Regions from separate parts of the Mus musculus genome. Here all the other regions are linked to region 1. A link is a contact called in public HiChIP or PLAC-seq and promoter capture Hi-C data. All regions are on one chromosome and are shown on one strand. The core of a region is the stretch at or near the end of the contact, and the rest is flanking DNA. Distances in the headings are between cores, read along the strand shown.

Region 1 (5,140 bases), core at 1,496-3,995:
ATAGACCAGGTTAGCCTTGAAACCAATGGCTCTCACTCTCCTCCCTCTGCACCAGACTTGAGGAATGAAAGGTGCATGGCACTTCACCTGCCAGGCTCTCTCTCACCACCCAGGTTTAACCATGGGCCTTGTTTGTGCTAGGCCAACTAGCTGTTCTACCATGAGCATAACCCCACTAACGGCCAAAAACAACTCAACCTTCCAAAGTTTCATTTTTAAACAGTTTGATCTTTAGATATTGTAGCTATTTCCACAAGATTTTCGTTGTCTCGCAGCACCTTTAAATTCAGGCCATTCTTTCTTCTTGCTTTCAGGAACCTGATATAGATGTTTCCTGAATTAATTTCTTCTCTAATGGTTAACTGTCAGTTAAAGACTCAGAAACACTGAAACAATCATTTGGGAAAAAAAACAACAACAGCAGCATTCTGCAACTGTGCTTATCCATCTCAACCCTTTTTGGTTTCACTTGAAGTCCTAAGTAAACTCAGAGAGAACAGTGTACCACCATTAACCTAACCTTAGCACTTACTCTTGAAAGTTAAGTTCACACAGGGCAGAGCCACAGCACAGTACTGAAGATGGGGACATGAGCTTAGTGACCAATTATATATCATTCAGCTAGACTGTATAGGAAGGTAAGATGGGACATAGTTCCTCCTGATCTTAAGGGAATAAACTACACTCATTTAACAAAAGGTAGATTAACAACTGAAAAGTGTAACCACAAATTAATGGGAGCCTATGTAACAAGTGTTCCTATGTAGATCTAGAGAAAGTGTCCAACTTCACGCTGAGAGTCAATGGAGAATGGGCAGCTCTGTGGGGATGAGCTGGAATAAAAGGGGTGTGACCTGAACCAACCAAAGGTGGAAGCAGACCCAGGGCCGCTCCGTTCAGATTCTTAGGCTCTCTACGTTTGTCATTCGTTCCTCTTGGGCAGAGGGTGAACGCTTCTGACAAAAGAACTCCCGATCCTCTATGAATCAAGGTAGGCCAAAGGCAGTTCTCACACAGAAAGCTTACAGTAATTCTCAGGCCTATCATTTCTTTTGCAGTGAGGTGGTCCTAGCTTCTGTGTCTATCCTGAGAATAGGAGTTCTGCTCTCTAGGGCTTGATTTGAAGAACAGGAGGGCAGAAACACTTTCTTCCTGAAGCTACACCTGAGGGCTTCCAACTGTCCTTTATTCCAAAATACTCACTTATTATTAATGAGTCATGCTTTGAGGTTATCATTTTCGGGGCCCCAGTAGGAACTAGAAAAGAGATTTCAGAACTCCCAAGCTTTCAGAAACTCAACAAGCATGGAACACTCAACAGGTCCTAGTCTTTATAGATATATTACTTTAGGAACATAAAAATATACCTCCAAATGTGGAATAAAAGTCTTTTCACTTTCAAAGGCAACCACTCTGGCACCAGCTTTAAGTAATGCCCCAGTCAGGATTCCAGGACCTGGTATATTAACAGAAAAACTTTATTTGCAAAATAAACAACATACTGTCTGATTCTGTCTCTCCATTTCTATCTGTCTGTCTGTCTGTCTGTCTGTCTCTCTCTCTCTCTCTCTCTCTGTGTGTGTGTGTGTGTGTCTTTCTCTTCCTCTATTTTTAAGACAGGATCTCACTGTGTAGCTCTGGCTGTCCTGGAATTCACTCTGTAGACCTCGATGGCCTCCAACTCACAGATCAGTCTGCCTCTTGCTGGGATTAAAGGTGTGTGCCATTGCATCCGGCCACAGTCACTTTCAAAGTCGACTTTACACAAGCTTCAACGACACAATGTTTCCAGATAACATTCTTTTTGCATATAGAAAACTATGATTAGGCAGTTACCTTGAACCCACAACATCTCAACAGGTAAGCTGTACAGCCTTCTGTCTGTCAGTGACAGCAACACTTACTGTCCTAACAAATGTCACTATTTCCTAGAAGAAAAACAAGTATATAAGATAGTATGTAAGATTGCGACTACCTCTTACTCACGGACTATTTGAATGTTTAGCCATAAAAATTACTGTCAAGTCTAAACGAAATGACTGTCAGTAAGAAGTGATGCTTAAGAAAGAAAAAAATACAATTCAGGGTCAATGAGAACGCTCAGAGGGCAATGGCGGTTGGCGTAAAGCCTGAACACTTCGTTTCAATCATTGAGATCACAAGTGTAGGGCGAGAACTGACTCTCGCTAAGTCGTCTTCTGACCTAAACACGCGCGCATACACAATAAACAAACACTAATTTAGGATATTGGGCACGTAAACGCTAAGGGCAAAGCTTCTGTTCAACTCACCTGGATTGCACTCTAGTATAATTTGACGGGATGGGTTTTGGTGCTCCAGCAGGTCCCGTACCAGGTTCCTGGCCGCTTTCTTACATGCTATGTGACGCGTAGGCTCCGATCGATTCCTGGATGTCCACGGGGACGACTCCTCCAAATCAGAATCAGGCAACGGCTCTATATTGAAGTCAGAGAAGCCGCGGCGGTTCCTCGTTTGCCAGTCCTTCCGCGTCGCCGCTCCGGACCCTAGAATGCAAGATGGGCCGCGGGCCAACGCTGACAGCGCGATCCGCGGGGGAAGCCGCATCGCCGGTCCCCTCATCCTCCTCTAAAGTCCACCTCAAACACCAGTTAAGGTAGCCTCTGCGAAGAACGCAGAGCACCCCATCACACGTGCACACATTTCACCACCACACTAGGCCGGGCGGAAGTAAACATTACGAATGGCGCATGCGAACGACCTAGCCTCAGTCCTTTGCTCACTCGCTTCCGCTTCCGCCTAGGCTCCGCCCCCAGGCTCCTGTGCGTGGACTCTCCGGGTGTGTCCGTGCTGGAACTCTATGGTCGCCCGCCCTCCGCACTTCCTCTCTAGCCGCGGTCTCGCACTCTATGCTCCTCGGTCCGGCCGCCAGCCGGGAGGGTTGCGCAGAGGGAGGCGGGGCGGGAAGGCTAGAGGTGTCCGATCCTCCAGTGCCGCGGGAGACCCGAGCCGGCGGTGTGACAGCTCGTCGGCCGCCATGTCAGCGCGCGGGGCTGGAAACAGACCCGGCGCCCGGCGGTAGCCCTTGCATTGCCTCGGATGCCCAGGTAAGACCAGCAGCCCGGCTGCAGGGGATCAGCCGGCTGGCGGCGACCGCCGAGCTGTGGGGAGTCGCTGGCTCCTCCCCGGGCGCTGTCCTCCCCGGAGTTGCAGCGGGTCCCTCTCGCATCCGCCCCCTCTCGGATCTCCTGTTTTCCCCGCTTTTCTGCGGGTACGCGGTTGTCGCGCGTCGCGCCAATTTCTCCGCGCGCGCTCCCCTCCCCGGGGACCCGGCAGCTTCTACTCCGCGTCGGTGTCTCTGTTCGGTGGCCCGTCGCCTGTGCCAGCTTCCCTGCGGGTAGCTTTTATTTGCCCCCATATACCTTCTTTCCCCTCCACAGCTACCTCTTTGGTTGTCAGGAACCGCCGAGTGCCTCCCTTCTTTCCCTCCCTGTGGGCCAAGATTTACCTTTTCTTTTTAATATGCATGTTTGCAAGACTGAAATTTCAGGCTGAAAAATTTTAATATTTGAAAGCTTAAAATTCCTTCCCATGTTTAAAAGGATTAAAGCCTTAGGAAGCTTCCTTATTCTCTGTGTAAACTTAGTTAAGCACATTGTACCGTAGAATGCAATTTAAAAGGCCGATTGCAAAGACTAAAAATAGGATACTCTAATGGGAATTTTGGCAGTGTTAGAAGATCCTTTTCTTTGAGAGTGATTTCGGTGTTTGGGGATCGTACTCAAAGCTTTGCCCATTATCCCTTCCATCAAGGCTGGAAGCTGCGGCCAATCAACTTCTTAGTTTAAAATATGTACAATCCTTTCTGCTTACTCTGCTGGCAGCATAATTGAGCTTGGCATATAAATGCACAAGGAAAGAGTTTCTCAGGAATGTGTCACCTGCCAAGTAGCCTCAAGATTGCCCTTAGCTAATGAAACTCTAGGGCGGAAAGAATTGACACCTGAAGATGGCCTTTTTTGCATGGTAAGTTAGTACACTGCAGAAGCTATTAACTGTTGTTCACTGATCTTGATTTTGTTAAGTTTTTGTTTTGTTTTTTAACATCCTTTCTTTATTGAAATTATTCTTCCCAGGCATGGTGGTAAAAGTCTGTGCTCCTGGCATTCAGGAGGCTGATTACCCACCAGTTGGAGGCCAGCCTGGGATGCATAGAGTTCAGGGCTAGTTTAGGATATAGTGAAACCATGTCTCAGGAAAAGAAAAAAAGCAAAGGTGACCCCCCCCCATTGGCATTTTGATAAACTCAGAAGGATTCTAGACTTGCACCCCTCCCCAGAGCTATATTTTAACAATTGAATATGGCAGAATGATTTTTATAATTTTTATTAATTAAATAATTAATTAACTTTACCTCACGATCCTTGCCTCCCCTGCCTCCTCTCCTCCCAGTCCCTCCCTCAGAATGATTTTTAAAAAATATCAGAGCAATAACAAAATTTACTTACCCAGTATATTCTTGAGTTTTTCATTTTTAAAATAAGCCTCTTAAGGCAAGGGGATTGTAGCTCAGTGGTAGACCACTTCGCACGTATAAGGCCCTGAATTCCAGACCTAGCACCATTTTTAAAAATTTCACAATGCCTGTGGACCACAGCCTACTCAGTCCAAGGAAACTTGGGGCAGGGTTTATTTTCCTTTTGAGTGGTTGGCGTTAGGAAAGTTATATTTATCATTGTCCTTCTTTGTTAGGGGTCAAAGCCTGGGCTTTGCACACGCGCTGGGCGAGTGCTCTGCCCTGGAGCTACCTCCCCAGCTCCCTGTTTCTGTTTGTGTATGTGGTATGCATGTGTGTGCCTGTGTAGTGTGATGTCACGTGACTGTCACTGTCCACTGTTTTGTTGAGACATGTTCTGTTCCTGACCCTGGAGCTCAGATCCTGCTGGGCTGGCTGTCCGTCAGTGTCCACGGCTCCGTCTGCCTCCATCCTCCACGCACTCAGGTTATGGGTGTGGGTCTTTGGGGATCAGGACTCAGGTTTCCATGTTTTCTCTGCAAACGCCTTCCCGCCTGAGCCCCCACCCTTGGTTAACTCAGCATCCCTGGCACTGCAGGCCTTTGCCATGTGCCTAGTTGTTTCCCTCTGCATAGAGTTAATGGT
Region 2 (5,140 bases), core at 1,589-4,088, 2.6 Mb after region 1:
TGGCCCAGGGCCCCAGCCCATGGGATGGAGCCACCACATTTCAGATGGATCTTTCCACGCCAATTAACCTAATCTAGAAACTCTCTCACAAACATAGCCAGTCGTTTGTCTGCTAAATGAAAATCAATATTATAGTAAGGTTTGACTGTAGGGTTGTAAAACGAAAGGGTTTGTAGTAACTTCCGAAGCCTGGTTCTCTTGACTCTGCCTTGGAGAGATAAGCAAGGGGGCTTTGAGGACTCCAACATTTTGATTAAACCCCAACACTATGCCCTTTGACTTGTACAGGTGTGAAAGAGGGAATATTAAGATTTGTTGGAAAAAAAATATTTGCTGGGACCAATCTAAAAGAGGTAGGGTTAGAGGGTGTGAACATGATCAAGGCACATTGTGGACATGTGTGAAGATGTCATAACGAAACTCATTGTTATGTACACTGCTAAAAATGTTTACAAACTCCTCTTCCAAGAAGGCCTTTCTGCTGGACTGTCCTTTGTCTCGTCTCGTTTGTTTCTGCTCTTCAGCGTCCCCATAGCCCCTGCAATATGTCCCTTGTTCTAAGGGAATAGAAGCCTTCTTCTGAAGCTAATCTTATTCACAAGTGACTTTAACCTTCGTAGAGATGACTCAGCTAACCACCCAGCCTCCTGGGAACTTGAGCTGTAAAGCCCTAATGTTTGAGCAGACCTTCAAGCATCCCCCGGGAGGCTGACTTCAGAGTCCCTTTGTTTCACCCCCTTTAAAAAAAATCAAAATAATTGCTATCTATTTAGCCCAGGTACCATGATGGCCTCTTGCTAGGACTGCCATCATTCTTGTTTCTTTCTTCCTTTCTTTTCTTTGCTTATTTCTTTTTTTAAAAAGATTTATTTAGGGGGGCTGGTGAGATGGCTCAGTGGGTAAGAGCACCCGACTGTTCTTTCGAAGATCCGGAGTTCAAATCCCAGCAACCACATGGTGGCTCACAACCATGTGTAAGGAGTGTCTGAAGACAGCTACAGTGTACTTACATATAATAAATAAATAAATCTTAAAAAAAAAGGACTGAAGGTTTGTCCCAGAGACTGCTCAATGTTTAAAAAAAAAAAGATTTATTTATTTATTTATTTATTTATTTATTTATTATGAGTATGCTGTTGCTGTCTTGAGACACACCGGAGGAGGGCATCGGATCTAATTACAGGTGGTTGTAAGGCACCATGTGGTTGCTGGGATTTGAACTCAGGACCTTTGGAAGAGTAGTCGGTGCTCTTAACTGCTGAGGCATCTCTCCAGCCCTGCTTGTTTATTTCTAAGTAGCCCAGTTTGGCCTTGGACTAAATAGCTGGGACTTTCCGCAAACTCATGACATAAAAAAAGAAAAAGAAAGAGCAAAAGAAAAAAAGGAAGGAAGGAAAGAAGGAAGAAAAGAGAAAGAAAATGAATGAAAGGAAAGAAAAGAGAAAAAATGAAAGAAAGAAAAAGAAAGAGAAAGAAGGAAAAAGAAAAGAAGTCGGGCAGGGGTGGCGCACGCCTTTAATCCCAGCACTTGGGAGGCAGAGGCAGGCGGATTTCTGAGTTCAAGGCCAGCCTGGTCTACAGAGAGAGTTCCAGGACAGCCAGGGATACACAGAAAAACCCTGTCTTGAAAAACAAACAAACAAACAAACAAACAAAGAAGAAAGAAAGAAAAAGAAAAGAAAAAGATAGGGAAGAGGAAGGCAAGATGGGGAGGAGAATGTGGCTAAGTTCAGTGGCAGAGACCTTGTCTAGAATGCACAATCCTTAGCACTGAAAACCCAAAACAATACAAGACAAAACAAAACAAAAAACCCAACAAAACTGTTTAAAGCTGATCAATGGGGGCTGGTGAGAGGGCTCAGGGTTAAGAGCACTGACTGCTCTTCCAGAGGTCATGAATGAGTTCAAATCCCAGCAACCACATGGTGGCTCACAACCATCTGTAATGAGAAACAAAAAATAAAAACAACAACAGCAACAACAACAACAAACCTTTGGGCCCGGATTGAGGAGGGGCAGAGCAAGATGGAGAAGGGAAGGGGGAAAAAGCAGCTCAATGGACAGGGGGATGTAATTTTTAGTAAGAGTAAACATTCGTGGGGCCAGGAGTGAAGACAGAGGAAATGAATTACAAGGAGGCATGAAGAAATTTCTAGAGGTGAAAAATACCCCCATATATTGATTATGACATTAGGCAAGTAGGTATATGCTCTGTGGCTGTGTGACGTGTGTGTATATGTATTTTTTTCAGAATCCATGATCGTATATTCTCAAAGCCGATGTTTACTGCACACATAAACTATATACCCCAATAAAATTTCTTTTAAAAGCTGTCCTGTGTCACACTCTGCCTGAGGGAAAGACTCAAATTTCGTATCCTAGCAGATGCCACAGTGTAGCTTCCTTCTCTCTGTGCTTCTTCTCTTCCTCCATTCCCTTGAACACTACTGTTCCTCTTAAGTACACGTACACTGCAGATCTTAAATGTGCCTAGAGGTCTCGCCCTTCTCTACTCCCTATTCAGTTTGTCTCACCTCTGGGAGCCTTGCTCCTTTTTGTTCCACTGACCCGATACAAAAGTCTACCACAGAAAGTTTTTGGTTGCGCGTCCGTTATGTCTCCCCAACTCCTTGATTAGGCTTTGAGTGTGACAGCTGCGCCTTGTCATCACCACGACTGTGACTTGGGTACCAGGTCACAGAGCTCCTTAGTCTTTGGAAAGGCAGCACAGGCACTATCCCCTCCAGCCCTGCAGGCGGCGCTGTGGCAGCCGCCCTCTCCTCTCCCGACCTCTCAGAGCGGAGGCCCCGCCCCCCGACATCACGCCTCCTGCCCATTGGACAGGCGCGCGGCCGAGGCTGGCCAATGGCGTGAGCGCTCGTGAGCCTCCGTCTTTGCGCCGCCGGAGTGCAGCGCTGTGGGCGGTTGCGGGAGAGCGGCGGGCCGCCGGGGCGACAGCGCCGTGACTCGCTTCGCGGCCTTGTTCCTCGCTGCCTGAAGCCACGATGCCTCAGTTCCAGACCTGGGAGGAGTTCAGCCGGGCGGCCGAGAAGCTCTACCTGGCGGACCCCATGAAGGTGAGTCGCTGCAGGGACCGCCCTGGGGCCCGGGGCTTCTCTACCCTTGGCGCGGCCTGAGCACGCCCAGGAAACAGTCGGCCCACCCGGTGCCACTGTCCCTTCGTCTGCTTCCGACTGACCCGGAGACCCAGTGACCCAGCGAGGCGACCCCAGCAGCTACAGGCAGGGCGGTTTCCGCAGCGCCGGACCCCACAGCGGCCTGCACCCGGGGGAGCTCCTAACTTCCGCTCGGGATCTGGTTGGTTTACGTGTCGCTGAGTGGGCTCCTCCCCCTGCACCGTCGCTTTCCTGTCCGTCGCTTAGTTTAGTGCCCCTTTCCTTTCCTACCCAGACCCGAGAGTACCAGCTTATAAAATGGTGCTACTGTACGTCCCAGTTAGGAAGCACCTGCTCTACTTTTTTTTTTTTTTTTTTGGATAGTGGGGATTTTTAGTCTTTTCCTGGACCAGTTGAAACATGGAGACTGTTTGCACTCTCACGTTAGACATAAATGTTTGCAAGCGGTTTCATTCCCCAAAGCAAACTACCCAGTCCCATCTCAGCAGTTCAGAACAAGTTCCGGGAGGGGGACACAAAGGTCAGCTTCATCATTCCTTAAAGGATTGTTGAAGGTATGGTAGACGCATGTTTTATGAATATACACGTTAAGGAAAAAGAAAACAAAAACAAAAAAACCGATGAGCAGCTAACAATCTCAAGAACCCGGGCTCAGTGCATAACACGAACTCTGTGTGTGTGTGTGTGTATCATAATGAGACTGCAGAGACACTCAGCATGCAGAACTCACTTAAGGATGGAAAGAGGGAATCTACTCCTTAAATTTGCCCTCTGACCACACATCTCTCACACTAACATGTACACACACAGACACACACATGTAAGTAAAAATCAAAAATATATTGGTACTGGCAGCTTGCGGTGGCAGTACTTACTACAGGATTTTACAGGGAGCATCTTTTACTTTTGGTTGTGAGCATAGCCTTTAGCAGCTAAGCCATCTCTCCAAGCCCACAGGAAGCATCTTTTAAGAAGGTCAGTCCATTAATTCTTACGTATGTCAGTGTTTGCTTGTGCACATGGGGTGCCTGCCCTGCTGGGGTCAGAAGAGGGCATTGAATCCCCGGGAAATGGAGTTAGGCATGGGTGTGAGCCACCTTGTGGGTGCTGGGAGCCAAATCTGTGTCTACCTGCATTAGAACCACAGGAAGACCAGAGTAGACAGTAGAACATTCGGAACCATCCTTGTGTATTTTTAAGCTCCTATCTTCTCATGCGTCCTAGATGGGCCTCATTAATGTCCTGTGGAGATGAGAGTGATCTTGAACTCTGGGTGTTAGCTCCCCCGGCCCTTCTTTTTATTTCTCAGGAACTCAGAGATCCGCCTGCCTCTGCCTCCCGAGTGCTGGGATTAAAGGCGTGTGCCACCACACCCGGCTGCAGGCTCCCTTTTTAAGGCAACATTTAAAACTAATGATCTTATTAAAGTGATAATAAATGGCTAGGTAGATTAGGTATTTTTGAAATTGTGTAGTTTGTGACAGTGGTGGCTTCTTGTATGTACTTTCATGTGGTTCATTTCCTCAGTTGGGCAGTGTGCTGTAAGGTGGTATAAGGTTTGTCCAGAAGGGCCTGATACTGACAACAGTATACAGTGTCTGCATTTAGTAAAGAGACTGTAGATACACCAGCACACATTGAGTGACTATTTGAAGATGTAGTTGCGGGGCCAGTGAAAGTAGAAGTGTCAGGGAGTTGTGATGAGAAGGAGACACAGAGGAGGAGCTGGCCAGATCTGTCCAGGAGAAAATCCTTGTGGCCTCCAAACTTAAGTATAAACCCTGGATCTGAACTCCAGTCCATTCTGGTCCTCGTAGGGCTAACGAAGACAGTTTGTTGGTCTCTAGGATTTGTGTGCGGGAATTCTGCTTTCTGTACCCAGCACATTCAGTGTGGAACCAATGTACCTTTTCACCCTTTACTCTTCCCTTTATGGCTTGAACTGAAATGCTGTTGCTGGTGAGCTGAAAGAGCCCGTGGTTGCTCTGTCTTCCTTTTAGTCC
Region 3 (5,140 bases), core at 1,459-3,958, 2.5 Mb after region 1:
GAAATGCCCTCTTCAATATCTCTGTTTCTGGGTTGGGGGATCTGGGGGGGGGGGGGTTGTCATTCCATGAAAAGGTTAACTTTTAGTTCCTACAGCATCTGAGGTTACCTCAGACCAAACCACCCTACCCTCACCCTCTTAGGAACTGCTCAAGAGCGACTCTACAAAGCCCTTCAAAGTGAAAAACTAGCTGATCCTCTTTTCTGCTCTTAAATTATTCAAAATCAGCCTACAAAGAATTACTGTAGACTGCGCAAACTCCTCAGACCTGGGGGGAATGTTCTGTATTTACACCACTGGGAAAACGTCAGTGTGATTTCTCTATCTCTACAGCTAGTAAGAAATATGGCAAGAAAACAGCTTTCAAAGCATTAGTTATATTTCGCTAGAAGCTAGAACTTCTAAGTCCAGACATAACTTACTGAGACAGTGTATGATTTAAGTTTTACTAAATACTTCAAACTTGAATATATTTTGTTCACAAGCTTTCAAATAGCTTTGATCAAATGTTAAAATACCCTGCTTTATTTTGTCCTTTTAATGTTTTAAGAAAATTATTGCAAGTCTGAAAAAAAAAAACCAAAAAACTACTAACTACTAACTTGTTGGGCAAGACCTATATAGCATTATGTCACTAAAGTACAATCAACAGTATGTAATATTACCTGACAGAACAGTCATGTTTTTTAACAGTTCCTGAATTTTCAAGGCCACCAGTAGCTTAGCAAAAATGCACAAAAATATAACAGGTTTCTCAACTTGCATTTTACAAAGATTAATCTTGATTTCTATGCCATTAATTACTTTTTAAACATTTGAAATAAGTTGTATGAAATCACCCAGGAAAAGGGGTCACTTGGCAAAAATCTAACACTAACATAAAGATCTGTCACCCAGAATCAGAAAAATTCATAGTAAGCTTAAGTAAACACAGCACAAAAATATACTTAAAATTGTAACGGGTCTGTGTTCAACCCTGATTTTTTTTTTTTTTTTTGAGGAGGGGGATATAAAAGCTAAAGTTTCAAACAGAAATAAGGGGGGAAATTCCAATGACAAGATTTTCAGGCCAAAGAGAAGGAATTTGAAGATATTATTCAAATCTCATTTCATTACATTATAAAGGTCTTGGCAACCGTCGGCCATTAATCTTTAACACAAAGGAGATTCAAATCCAAATGAACTGAAAGACTATCTCGGGAGGGAGGAAGAAACGGAGGAATTTACTTCATCCACAATTGTTTAACCTAAAAGGGAGGCCTTTAAGGATGAGTACGCAAAATGCATCAGCCTTCAGTCTACGAGGTCCTATTTCTCACTAAGTCTTGCACCAATCCAAAAGCGGGAGGTTATGGACACAAAACAACCTTAGGAAAGGCTTGGGGTGGGTGGTCGCCAATGAGTGACACACCACATCATGGTTTATTCTCCTACACAACTGGAGAGACAAAAATTAAAAAACATCACACCATATGTTTCACCGTATCAATCAAAAAGCATTTCACCACGGTACATCCAAGACTTTCCTTTGGGGCTGAAAAATAAATAAATAATTGTATTGATTACAGAGGAAGGGAAACGCGGCCGCTTCTGCTGCAATGCAACACAGGCTGCTACGAACCGGAGAGAAGGGCTTTCCAAACAAAACCCTCCCCCGCCCGGGCTTACAAACCTCAACCAACTTATCCCAGCCTCACACTGTCCCCCGCCAGAGGAAACCTAGTAAATGCTCTCCCTTCCCCCACCATCGAGAAATGTTCACCTTTCCCCGCTCCTCCGCTTTACCCCTACCAGAGGCACTTTATTCCCCGCAGAGATTTCAAACCTTCCAAACTTTCCTCCCCACCCCCCTTTTAATTAAACACTAGAGCTTTGTACTAAAAGTGCAGAGAATTTTTACAGATGTACGGAAAATACCTGTTTCTCGGCAACGAGCACGCTACGACTACCGAGCCCCTCCCCATCTCCTGGGTTTCGTTAACCCAGGCTGGGGGAGGGAGGGAGGGAGCTGGCATATTGAATTGAGGAAGGGAAATCCTGGGTAAAAGAAGAGCATCGGAGGGGGACACCGGGAGGAGCCCCCTCCCCCAAATCAGAGCGGCTGGGCAGGGCAGCTGGACCGGAGAAACCCGAAGGGACAAAAGGGAGCGAGAAAGAGCCGGGAGAGCCGAGCCGGCGCCGCGGGCCGGGGCAGGCGGGTCCGCGCAGAGCGGTCGCGGCGCCGCGGCACAATGGCTGGCGGCCCGCGCGCCCCTCACCTCATGGTGCCGGCGGCGCCGAGGCTTCCCCGGCGCGGGAGCCGCCGAGCGGAGGGTCTCTTCTCAGGCGGGGAGGCGGACGCCGCGGGGACGCGCGAGCAGAGGCGGCTCCGGCTCCGGCGGCCGGGCTACACCATCTCCGCGCGCAGAGGCGAGGCGCCGGCCCGCCGAGCGCGAGCGACCACGGGCTGGGGACGGGGCACGGGGCCGAGGCGCCGAGCGGGTCCCCGGCGGCCGCCGCCTCCTCCGCCTGCGTCGCCGCCTCCTCCCCGCCGAGCCTCGTCCGCCGCTTCAGACGGGAGCCGCCGGGGCCGCGCGCCCGTCCGTCCGTCCGTCCGTCCGCCCGCCCGCCGCTCCAGAGGCCGCTCCGAGCGCGCCGCCGTCACCGCCGCCGCCGAGGCCGTGAGGAACCGGCAGCTGCTGCAGCCGCGGGAGGAGAGCCGGGCTCGCCGCGGGGCGCCGGGGGCGGGGCGGCGGAGGAGCACGCAGGCGCCGCCCTCCTCCCGCCGCCCCCGCCGCTCCCGCTTCGCCCGCTCCCCTCCCCCTCCCTCCCGGGGCGAGGGGCGTTGCGCACGAGGGGGCTGCGGGGCGGCGGCCGAGGCGAGGCGGCGGTGCGGCCACGGCCCTTTGTTGCCGCCCACCCGGCTCCGCGCCCCCCGCGGTCGGAGGGGGGCTCGGCGCCCGCTCTGCCCTTGACCGCGCTCTCCTGCCGCGGCCTTCCCGCAGCCCGGAGGCTGAGGTGAGGAGCGAACCGCGGTGGGGGGGTTGGGGGGGGCGTGACGAGCCGGGCGCGATCGCGGAGAGGACCAGGGCGCGCGGGCCGGCATCCCCCTCTGCGCGTCCCCGCCGCGATGTGATTCCCTCCCACCCACCCCCACCCGTGGGATGTAGGCGGGATGTAGGAGAGTTCCGAACACGCAAAACGTGGCCATCGTCGTCCCCCGGATTCCCGAGGACCCCCGAGCGTGCTGGACCTGGGGATCCGGCCGACGCGCGCACAGTACTGGGATGACTGCACAAACACACGCGCGCATAAACGCGCACACACACACACACACAGCTAACGCATCGGTGTCGGGAAACGCGGTGGCCCGAGGCACGCGGAACCCTGTGCAGCCGCGAGAGACGCAGCCCGTGGAACCCTTTCTGTCGTCACCAGCTGAAAGGGAATCCCGGCCGGGGGCGGGGAGGGATGGAAACTGAGGATAATTTTAAATGCTCTGTCTTTCACCTAGTCTGGAGCTCACCTCCTTGAGAAGGTAGATAGAAAATACTAACGCAGCGAATGGTTTAGTCAGATGGTGCAGGAGGCCTCTGAGAAGCCCGAATTTGGGGCGGGGGGTGTAGAATGAAAAACAGCAAATCCAATGATCTAATAAAATTTTTTAAAAACTGAGAGCCCGCTTTCGTGCGCAGTATACAGATGCCTAGACTAGGTTAGAAAGGGTTTTTGCAGCTACCCGATTTCTATTACATCCAAAATGGAGGACCTAGCAATACTGCAGGAATCCATTCAAAAGTTTGATGTTCCATATAAAATGAGCTGCGGTTCTAAAGATACTTATGAAAGCTGGCATTCTGGGCACTTTCAAATGACAAGCTAACGTATCCTATCCATCCTTGGTCAATGCCTGAATTGTCTGGAGAACAGTTTAACCTGTTTTAACTATGAAAAGCCTCCTGGTTTCAGAGCTCAACAAAGGCGGTTTGCTTTTTGGAAGGAAGCCCTGCAAGAAGCAGTGACCTAGAGCTGTGGCACAGGACCAGGGTGGCCTCGGGTAGTAAAAAGCACGGTGCCTCTGCTCTAAACATGGTGTACTTGAAGAACACTAATTTCCACCCACATAGCTAATTACAGCTTGCCATCACAGAGCATTTTATTCAAGGATCTCCAAGGACTGAAGAGAAAACAGCCCTGTCAGCCAAATGTCCTTGTTGCCCATATTACGAGAAGAGACAGAAATATACATCTCAAACAACCTCGTGTGTTATTAGTACAATAGCCGTGATTAGAAAAACATCTCAGCTCTGAGGTGCACTGCCTTTGTATAAAGGGCATCTGTATAAAATGCTTGCACCTCAAGTATTCAACAAGTTAACTAATGTCTAGAAAGAGGAAAAAAAGCACTAATGCCTATTGAATCTTCTTGGGGAAAGAATTAAGACACATTCAGCCAGAAGTCACCCCAGCTCTCCTTAGTTCATTCATACCAATATAGTAAGTACAACAGAGCTTAGGTTTCAGATAAAAGCCTTACCACCACCAGAAGAGGTGGAGATACTGCTGTAATGACTCAAACTATCTCTTGTCAGAGACAAGAAACACCAATAAAAATTCCTTGCGAATGACATCATAACCTGCTTCTCATTTTTGCTAGCTAATCCCATCCTGATCTAACGAAATCACCATCATCTTTATGCTAACAGCTGATGTCCCCATGGTATGAGTACCAAATTAAGTGATCCAAGAGGAAAATGCTATTCTTGTTTTCTGTGTTTATTAAAAATGTACCAGCCAAGAATGTTGGCTGCCTACACCCATTTCCATTCTTTTTAATGGCAGCTTGCCAGCTCACAAGTTGGTCACACCATTGCCTTCGGATTTAGATCTTGCATTGGCCAGCCTGACCTCCAAAGGTCATTTTGTGGAAAGACGGTTTGTTCGCTCTAACAAAATGTTACTTCTTGTTCATATTTGGTCTAACATTGAAAGGACAAAATGGAAACTTGAGCTAGAAACAAGACTAATTCTGGTCACGTGGGAAACTTCAATGGACTGTGTTACTATATAGAATGAAAGAATTTTAGAGGGGAGATATCTTAAGTCATTCAGTCATTTAGAAGAAGAATGTGAAATCGGATAGGTTAAGTAACTTGCCCAT

The links. HiChIP or PLAC-seq counts read pairs in DNA pulled down with a chosen protein or histone mark. Capture Hi-C pulls out chosen DNA fragments and counts their contacts.
Region 2: a promoter capture Hi-C map of adipose tissue shows a contact between it and region 1, with 5 times the contacts expected there. The contact joins the promoter of Srp9 here to the promoter of Tfb2m in region 1. A contact is called at or near these places in 2 of 39 promoter capture datasets (erythroid cells and pre-B cells), 1 of 484 Hi-C or Micro-C datasets (B cells), 3 of 115 datasets of contacts at active chromatin or transcription factors (large pre-B cells, regulatory T cell precursor and thymic regulatory T cells) and 2 of 9 other capture datasets (adipose tissue and liver).
Region 3: an H3K27ac HiChIP or PLAC-seq map of embryonic stem cells shows a contact between it and region 1, with 7 times the contacts expected there. The contact joins the promoter of Enah here to the promoter of Tfb2m in region 1. A contact is called at or near these places in 1 of 39 promoter capture datasets (pre-B cells) and 1 of 115 datasets of contacts at active chromatin or transcription factors (embryonic stem cells).

What each region holds. Positions count from the first base shown.
Region 1 is chr1:179,543,531-179,548,670 of GRCm38.p6, forward strand. Tfb2m (transcription factor B2, mitochondrial) reads right to left here and starts at 2,746. Exons shown (of 8, transcript NM_008249.5): 1 at 2,292-2,746; 2 at 1,368-1,456. The coding sequence starts at 2,601. It overlaps Cnst (consortin, connexin sorting protein), which reads left to right and starts at 2,999. Exons shown (of 11, transcript NM_146105.3): 1 at 2,999-3,086.
Region 2 is chr1:182,121,899-182,127,038 of GRCm38.p6, forward strand. Srp9 (signal recognition particle 9) reads left to right here and starts at 2,839. Exons shown (of 3, transcript NM_012058.3): 1 at 2,839-3,077. The coding sequence starts at 3,006. It overlaps Gm33725 (a long non-coding RNA gene), which reads right to left and starts at 2,868. Exons shown (of 3, transcript XR_373761.4): 1 at 2,535-2,868.
Region 3 is chr1:182,017,272-182,022,411 of GRCm38.p6, forward strand. Enah (ENAH actin regulator) reads right to left here and starts at 2,709. Exons shown (of 15, transcript NM_010135.3): 1 at 2,259-2,709. The coding sequence starts at 2,263.